Linked DNA regions of Rattus norvegicus: region 1 is linked to region 2. A link is a contact called in public Hi-C data. All regions are on one chromosome and are shown on one strand. The core of a region is the stretch at or near the end of the contact, and the rest is flanking DNA. Distances in the headings are between cores, read along the strand shown.

Region 1 (4,396 bases), core at 1,194-3,693, 170 kb before region 2:
AAAAGTATCATGTTTAGTCATAAGTTGACAGGGGTGGACTTGTGATAGTACTGTCTACTTGACAGAATTATCTAGAAGACAAATTTGAGCATGTCTGTGAGCTTTGGATTGCATTAGCTGAAGTGGGAAGAGCCGTGTAAAAAAACTAAAACAAAACAAAATAACCTATTCATTCCATTGGCCGGAGTCCTAGGCTGAATAAAAAAAGAACAGGAGTCAGTATTTACTTCTCTCTGCTTCCTGACTCCTCAGTAGCTACATCCTGCTCTTGTTGCCACAATGTCTGCATTGTGATGGAAAAAAATCCTTAAACTCCGAGCCCAAATAAATCCATTCAATTCCTTTGCTGAGTATTTTGTCATGGCATCCACAAAAACAATTCCTTACTCCAACAGGAAGCCTTCTTGATCATGTGACATTATTCTCCCTCCCTTTACCATCCTTTGACGCCTCCCCAGAATATTACTTATTCAAAGTCCTCTCTGGACCTCTCTCCGTCTTGTCCCATGCTCCTCACCTGACTCCGAGCAGTCTTAAAGGGGGTAGCATTAACCATGTGGCACTTCCGGATGCCACTCCACCTGGTCCGGTAGTCCACGATATAGCAGGGGGGGCGGATGTACTCATCATAAAGCACATCTCCATTGTAATTCACGATGCTGCAGCGAGCCAAGGAACTCACACGCCCCTTGGGTCCCGTGCCCACCATTTCACAGTCTATTGCCACCATCTTCCTTGGCAAGCTTTGAGGGACTTTAGGGCACTTATCCTCTGGTTGAGCTTGGGTGGAGTTCTGTACAGCATTTTTCTTCAAGGGCTTCTTGTTGGAGCCTTTATCCTTTGACTGAGTTTGGGTGGAGTTTTCTGTAGCAATTTTCTTTTTCAAGGGCTTCTTAGAGCCCTTCTTCTGGGTGCGTCTCTTAGGCTTTGGAAGGGCACTCTGAAACTCCCCAAGCAAATCTATTTTAGCCACAACAGAATCAGTCTTCTTTGAAGGAGCAGGGGTCAGCCATGACAATGATGCTTTCTTGTCTTTGGACTGTTCTGAGTCCCTCTTGGAGGCAGCTGCCTCTTTCTTCTTCTTTAGGCATGAAAGGATCTTCGAAATGCTATCTACTCTTGAAGTTTCCCCTTTCTTTGGAGGTTCTGAGTTTAATTTAGACACCTTGCTAGGGGGTTGGTTCTTTTTACTCAGAAATCCTTTCTGTTCCAAGAACCTTCGCTTCTTGACAAAACGTTGATGTTTGGCATTTCCTCCAAATGCCTTTTTCGAAGGTTCCCCAAAGTCCAAATTCAGGAGTATGGTAGACATGAGGTCAGTGGATGGTGGGAGAAAGCTGGGAAGAGTGGCTCACTGATGGAAAAAGGATGAGAGTCTCATTCTCTGTGGAATCCCATAGTTCAACATGAGGAGATCTGCAATTAGCCTTGGGGGCAAAAGTAATCCTGATACTTGCACCATAGGCCTGAGAGAAAAAGAAGACCAATTCTGGAAGACTTAAGTGACCAATTCTGCAAGCCCAAAGCCTGGATAACTAACGAAGCCCCCACAACTCACCCTTAGGTTGATCTTAAAAGGGTTGTTTCCCCTCTCCAGATCTGTGTCATTCTAAAAACTAAAGATGCTGGGGCTGGAGAGATGACTTAGTAGTTATAACCTGTTGGTCTTGCAGAGATGTGAAGTTCGGTTCCCAGCACCCACATGGTAGTAGTAATTCACAGCATCTGTATCTCCAGTTTCAGAAAAATTAGATGCTTTCTGATCTCTGTAGGCCCCAGGCAATTAAACGATACACATATATAAATACAAACAAAACACTCACACAAAGAAAACCAATAACATAAAGTGAGGATGCTAAGGCTGGAGATAAAAGGGTGTGGGGTCCACAAAGATCGAACTCTATCGTAGTCAAAACAAATGCGTACTGAAACAGCAGAGAAATGAAACTTCTAAGAACATTTGCCAGTCCTGAGATGTCCTCCGGATCACCCAGGAATCCTCAACGTGCTACAAAATGAAGAGCAAATCCAGGTATCGCTCTCCCTAGGCTCCACGTGGAGGAGCGATCTACCTTGCCTGGCCCCAACATAAGAACCTGTGACACCACACAGCAGAGGATCTAAGTGGAGGAGGATCCAGACAGGACACCTCCGCCACTGTTGACGGTCCCCCAACCATCCCCGAACACCTATATACCTACCTCCAAGTTAGGTCCCACTAAAATCGCAAGCGTCCGGAGCCGGATGCAGGCGCGCGTCGACGTATGCCCGGACGGCAAGAACGCGGGCGGCAACGGGAAGGCGGCCGGCGCACACGCGCCCGCAGCGCCCCCACCTCAGGCAGCGAGGCCAGGGACTCGGAGTGAGTGAGCAGTGGCAACGGTGGTGGCGGCGGTGGCGGCGTGGGTGGGGGCGGGGGCGGGATGCGCTCCCCGGCCCCTCGGGCCCCGTGGAGGTACAACTCGAAGGTGGTGGGCCGCGGAAAGCGGAACAGAGCGCGCCGGAACGGTGATCCCACTTCCGGGAGGGAGGGCGGGACCTGCAGTTGACCGCCTCGCAGTAAGCTGGTGCTGGGCGCGCTTCTGTGACGTCATCGAGACCCTGCGTCTGCGCAAATGGCTTTGCCCAGTGGAAACCGTGACGTTTGCCAAATGCGCTTCGTTATTTAGACTTGTAATTGGACGCGATTGCCGAGGAAGTGTTGTCGGGAGGGTTTGGAGTTCTTGCTTTGCGTTGACCCTGCAGAATTGAGCCCGACTTGGGTTGCATGCTTTCGTGGTACCGACCTTGTGTCTCCTCACCTCTTCCCTCCTTGCACCGACAGTCAAGCCACAGGATGCCGGGCGTCTCAGCCCATGGCCTCTCGTGTGAGGAGAGAAGGCAACTGGCTGTGGACCTCACCCGCGTCCTAGCTCTCTACCGTTCCATCCTGGACGCCTACATTATCGTGAGGCCACTGGGCTGAGGGCGGGGTGCTTCTTATGGTGGGGTTGATTAGGAGCCCACTGCAAAGCTTTTATCTCTTCCTTATGAGAAAAGCTGAAAACTAGAATAATTCCTACCCAGCCTTCTGTCTCTAATACTTAAATTTTAGTTGGTTATTTGTAATCCCCGAGATTTTCCAGAGCATAACCTCCACTAAAAGGCAATAAAGAGTGGTCTGGTGAAGAGGAAGTACTTGACCAAATGTGGTGTACACTTGTAATCCTGGCACCTGAGAGCTAGATGCAGGAGAATCGGGAATTCAAGGTTCACCTGGGCTCCAAAACAAGTTCCAGAGCAGCCTGGACTGGACTATGTTACCTTAAAAGGGGGTGGGGGTGGGGGACAAAACAGGGCAGACATACATAAAGTTACCTTCTTGTAATCTTTACCCCTCAGAAGAATTCTTTACTGAGGCAGAAGAATTGTCTTGATTTGCAGCCAGCTCAGATGAATGTTGAGACTCGTCTCATATTCCCCAATCCCTCATACACATAGAAAAGCACTACAAGGCTTGGGGGTGGAGTGGTTCTCAACCTTCCTAATCCTGCAACCCTTTAATACAGTTCCTCATGTTGTGATCTCCAACTATAAAATTATCTTTTGTTGCTACTTTGTAGTTTTGCTACTGTTATGAATCGTAATACCTGATAGGCAGGATATCTGAAATGTAAACCCCCAAAGAGGTCCCAACCTACAGGTTGAGGACCGCTGTTCTGGAGTAAATGCTTGTCTAGGGCTATCGAGATGTCTATGTAGTTATAAGCATTTCTTGCTTTTTCAGAGGACCAGTTCTGTCCCCAGCACTCACACAACTGGTAACTCACAGCCATCTGTAACTCTAGTTCCTCTGGCTTCCATGGGCACCTGCAAACAACACATACACATAATAATCAAAATGCATTTTAAAAGTTTTGTCTTGCTTGTATGAGACCCTGGGTTAAATCTCATAAGTATCACTAAAATATTTTAAACGTTGAATTGGGACATGGTAATGTACCACTTTAATTCCAGCACTTGGATTGCAGAGACAAGCAGTCTCCTTCGTTCTAAGCCAGCAACAACTACATATTAAGACCCTGTCTCAAAAAAAAAAAAAAAAAACCCAAACTTGTTTTTTTTTTTTTTTAAGATTTATTCATTTATTATATATAAGTACACTGTAGCTGTCTTCGGATACACCAGAAGAGGGCATCAGATCTCTTTACAGATGGTTGTGAGCCACCATGTGATTGCTGGGAATTGAACTCATGACCTCTGGAAGAGCAGTCAGGTGCTCTTAACAGCTGAGCCATCTCTCCAGCCCCCCCCAAAAACTTGTTTTAAGTGTTTTCAGAATAGTAAAAATATATGTGTGTGAGTGTTTACTTCTTTTTTTTTAAAGATTGATTTATTTATTATATATAAGTACATT
Region 2 (3,998 bases), core at 233-2,732:
TTATACACAAACGACTTGGAACCACAATACCCAAGAATCAGTAACTGTCAGGATACAGCAATCCTGTTCTTGAATAGCCCACTGCTGTCACCTGCTGTAGTAGAGAACACCCAGTGGCCCAGAAACTTTATGGCAAGGGAAGGAAGATGGGCATATGTGAGTACATACTCTATGATGACATTTATACAGAAATTCTAGGGAAAAAAACTACAGAAAACAAATAAAAACTTTCATGGGATTTGGGTTAGGGGTGAGAATGGAATCTGGGTCATCATTGTAATGTAAAGCAGGTAAACGAGGGGTGTAGATGAATGTTTAAAATACTATATTTATGTTGAGAGGCGGGATATGTACTGCTGTGGATGACACTGCTGAGGGTGCAGATGACAAGTGTGGGGAGTTGATTCTCACCCTCTATCATGTGGGTCCCTGGGATCAAACTTAAGTTTGGTGACAAGTGCATTTACTTACCACTCCCCAAAACCCTCCCTCAGCCATTTCTCCATTCCCAGAGAGGGACATTTTTATTGGGGTGAACACATTTGTCTAAACCAATGACACACCATGCTAAGTGGAGTAAGCTAGATGTGGAAGGTCAAACCCCTAACAGAGGTATAGCCTGACTTCAGAATGGTTAGCAGAGCCAGGGGGTGCGGACAGAGTTTCAGTTTGGGGTGAGGAGAAAGCTCTGGAAACTGATAATAGCAACAGTATTGTACATGTGAAGTACTTAATGCCACTGAACGGTATTCCTAACATTTGTTGAAAGGATGAGTTTTATAATGCGTATATTTTGTCACGATGAAGTTTTGGAACAATATTCATCAAACCAAGTAAGACTTTTATCATATGTCAACCACTCTTAAATAAAGGTGTTCCTGCTGTTTAGAATTCAATCTAGGGCTTGCAGCCTAAGCCACACGCCCCCAGGCACGTCGTTTTTGTTCTGCGCCCTGACTGTGGTAGGTCGTTGAGTGCTTCTGAGCAAGCTGACAGACAACTGCTCAGTTTTGGCTCTGGCTTCTTTTTTTTTTTTTTTTTTTTTTTTGTTCTTTTTTTCGGAGCTGGGGACCGAACCCAGGGCCTTGCGCTTCCTAGGTAAGCGCTCTACCACTGAGCTAAATCCCCAGCCCCGCTCTGGCTTCTTTACAGCAGCATCATGCTTCAACCCATGCAAAGCTCCCAATGATCTGATCGCGCAGGCAGGGTGCCCCTCCCCTGAAGGCCGCCAGGGGGCGCCGCCGGGCAGGAAAGAGGGGCGTCGGGTGGACCGCGACACCCGGGGCCGGGGCTGGTCCAGAGCCTGTCAGGTTGGGCGGCTCTCCCGGTCCACTTCACAGACAGGCGTGCGGAGGGCTGACCCCACCCGGCCCGGCTCCAGCCTCCCCGCGCGGACTTCCTGCCTGGGCGCGGGCGGAGGCCCACCCCCTTCCTGCCCGCGCAGCGGACTCCGTCGGGCAGTGGGACCCGTCGGTGCACACGCCATTCCCCTCCGAACTGCGAGCTCCGAGGCAGGTGAGTGACCCGCCCTGGGCTCTGGAGCCCGAGACCGCCGAGGGGGTGGGGTGGGTGAAACCTGCGGAGCGGAAAAGGGGAGATGGGGGCCCGGAGGGGTGTGTGTGTGTGTGTGTGTGTGTGTGTGTGTGTGTGTGTGTGTGTGTGTGTGTGTGTGTGTGTGTGTGTGTGTGTGTGTGTCGCGGTCCGTCTAAGTGTAGAGAAGAGAAGAGAAGGAAGAAAGGAGGCAGAGAGAGAGTTAGGGGAGAGGGGGGAAAGAGAGATCTAAGTAGAGAGAGCCGCCTAAGTGAAAAGAGAGGAGAGAAAGGAGAGAGCGAGAGGGAGAGAGAGGGAGACCCATCTAAGTAGAAAAGAAAGCTGCTGCGTAGCTCTGAGGATTAGGAGCTAGAACTGGGACTGGGACGGCCTGGGAAAATGTTCTCTTCCCCAGGGGAAGGCAGTCTGTAACTCTCCAGGATTCCAGAGTGCTGTTTGTGAGTTGTAGAACCTTGGTGGTACTGAAGCCCTGAAAACTAACCCTGAACCTTGTCTTCCCTCCGCCGCCTCCCCGCCCCCTGTTTCTTCTTTCTGGAGGGACTAACAAAATGCAGTTGCCTGTCTGTCTCCTCCTGAGGGACAGACTGAGGGAAAGCGTGTCTCCCGGATAAAGACCCCGTTCAGTGTTCGTTGGGTTGCTCCTCTATCCCTGCCCAGGGAAGGGACTGGATTTGCCTGTCCTTTCCCATCTTGTAGGAGAGAGGTCAGCCGCAGGCACCTATAGTCTCTGAGGTTTTTTGTTTTTGTTTTTCCTGGATGATGCGGGCCCATGGCCAGGCAGATGGTGTGGGCCCTCGACCCCAGGAACCCAAACTCCATCCAGCAAGGCCTCCCTCACCTCGCATTCCTATTTCCAGCTGCTAGCCATGGACTCGTGACTCCGTGTTTTGGATTTTTAGTAGAGCCTGCTGCCCCAGCTGGGGACAGTGACCCCTGCTCCCCGGAGATTGGAACAGCATGTGCTGGTTGAGGTTCCCAGGCTCAGCCAGGCTCAGCTTTAGGCAGGGCCGGATAAGGGGTCAGTTCTCAACCCCTGTCTATGCTGGGCGTAGGGGGTTGGAGGCTGTTCCCCAAACCCAACTCCACCCCATAGTACAGTTCCTTACCTGTGTCTACGTGTGCACGGGTGAGATGGGTGTGGACTGGCCTCCTACCCACCAGCCTACCCTTTGCTGCTCTTCCAAAGCCTGCCATCTTATCCCCGCCACCTCCGTTGTTTGCCTTTTTCTTCTCAGTGAAGGGTGAAGTGAGAGGGTTGGCTTCTGCTTCTCCACTTCACTCCAACATGCCCTATCAGACATTCCCAGAAGAGGAAACCCTCCCCAGGCAGCCTGCTCCACCAGCGAGAAACCTAGAGAAAGATAGTTGTCGCAGCCACTGTCTGGGGCTCTACAACCTCTCAGCTTCTCTGAGGAAACTCCAGCTTGGTACAGGACGGTGACTCCTGGTGCCTGCCCTGTAGAGGAGCAGGAGCTAGCAGAAGGGCAGGAGGAGAGAGGATGGACAGACATAAACACAGACTCAGGCAATGCAATACACACAGACTTGGCAAAACAAGGCCTGGGGATATAGAGATTGAGAACAAAGATTCCAGGTTGGGGAGAAGCCATGGGGGTGGCAGGAAAGGCACACAGAGTCTGCACTGAGGCCTGGTCTGCACCCCTGCTATGCTCTGGTAGCTTGTGTGAAGAAAGGCAGATTACCCACCTAGAATATTTCTTCATCTCTGAAATAGCGTAAGGGCTAAGAGGATGAAAAGGCTAGCCCTCATGTATTTCCCTAATGTACACACACCTTTAGTCTGAGAGAAGCAGCCTGCAAGCAGAACCCTGAGTGTGGGCACCTCTCCCTTCCTGTGGTTGCCTCCAACCACAGAGGGGCATCTGGGACTCAGTCTCTGTGTTTGGAAGGATTTGTGGGCTGTGGTGGGCACTGTCCCAGGCTCCAAGGTGCAGGATGAGGACTCACATCTGGTCTACACCTGCTAAGTGACTTGGAGCCTTGCACGGCTCTGCTTTCATCCCACTCACCAGTTGGGAACGTGGAGGTCAGTCCTGAGGGACTCCTGACCCAGGCCAGCTTGGCAGATGGGGGGCCATCTTTCAGTTTGTGCTGCTAGTCTTTCTGTATTCCACCTTTTTCTTCCTCTTCCTCTTCCTCTTCCTCCTCCTCTTCCTCCTCCCTATTATTAGATTTATTTTATGTATGTGAGTACACCGTAGCTGTCTTCAGACACACCAGAAGAGGGCATCAGATCCCATTACAGATGGTTGTGAGCCACCATGTGGTTGCTGGGATTTGAACTCAGGGCCTCTGAAAGGGCAGTCAGTGCTCTTAACTGCTGAGCCATTTCTCTGGCTCCACCTTTTTTTTTTTTTTTTCTTTTTTCGGAGCTGGGGATTGAACCCAGGGCCTTGCGTTTGCTAGGCAAGTGCTCTACCACTGAG

Evidence for each region. Hi-C and Micro-C count contacts between places; a contact is called where the count stands out from the background.
Region 1: a Hi-C map of Schwann cells shows a contact between it and region 2, with 9 times the contacts expected there. The contact joins the promoter of Isg20l2 here to the promoter of Pear1 in region 2. A contact is called at or near these places in 2 of 12 Hi-C or Micro-C datasets (the A7r5 cell line and Schwann cells).

The regions. Positions count from the first base shown.
Region 1 is chr2:175,692,685-175,697,080 of GRCr8, reverse strand. Isg20l2 (interferon stimulated exonuclease gene 20-like 2) reads right to left here and starts at 2,443. Exons shown (of 4, transcript NM_001007741.1): 1 at 2,202-2,443; 2 at 518-1,466. The coding sequence starts at 1,312. It overlaps Mettl25b (methyltransferase like 25B), which reads left to right and starts at 1,944. Exons shown (of 9, transcript NM_001014173.2): 1 at 1,944-2,362; 2 at 2,825-2,947. The coding sequence starts at 2,837.
Region 2 is chr2:175,522,806-175,526,803 of GRCr8, reverse strand. Pear1 (platelet endothelial aggregation receptor 1) reads left to right here and starts at 1,482. Exons shown (of 25, transcript NM_001134959.1): 1 at 1,482-1,515. LOC134485635 (a long non-coding RNA gene) reads right to left here. Exons shown (of 2, transcript XR_010063838.1): 2 at 776-3,998.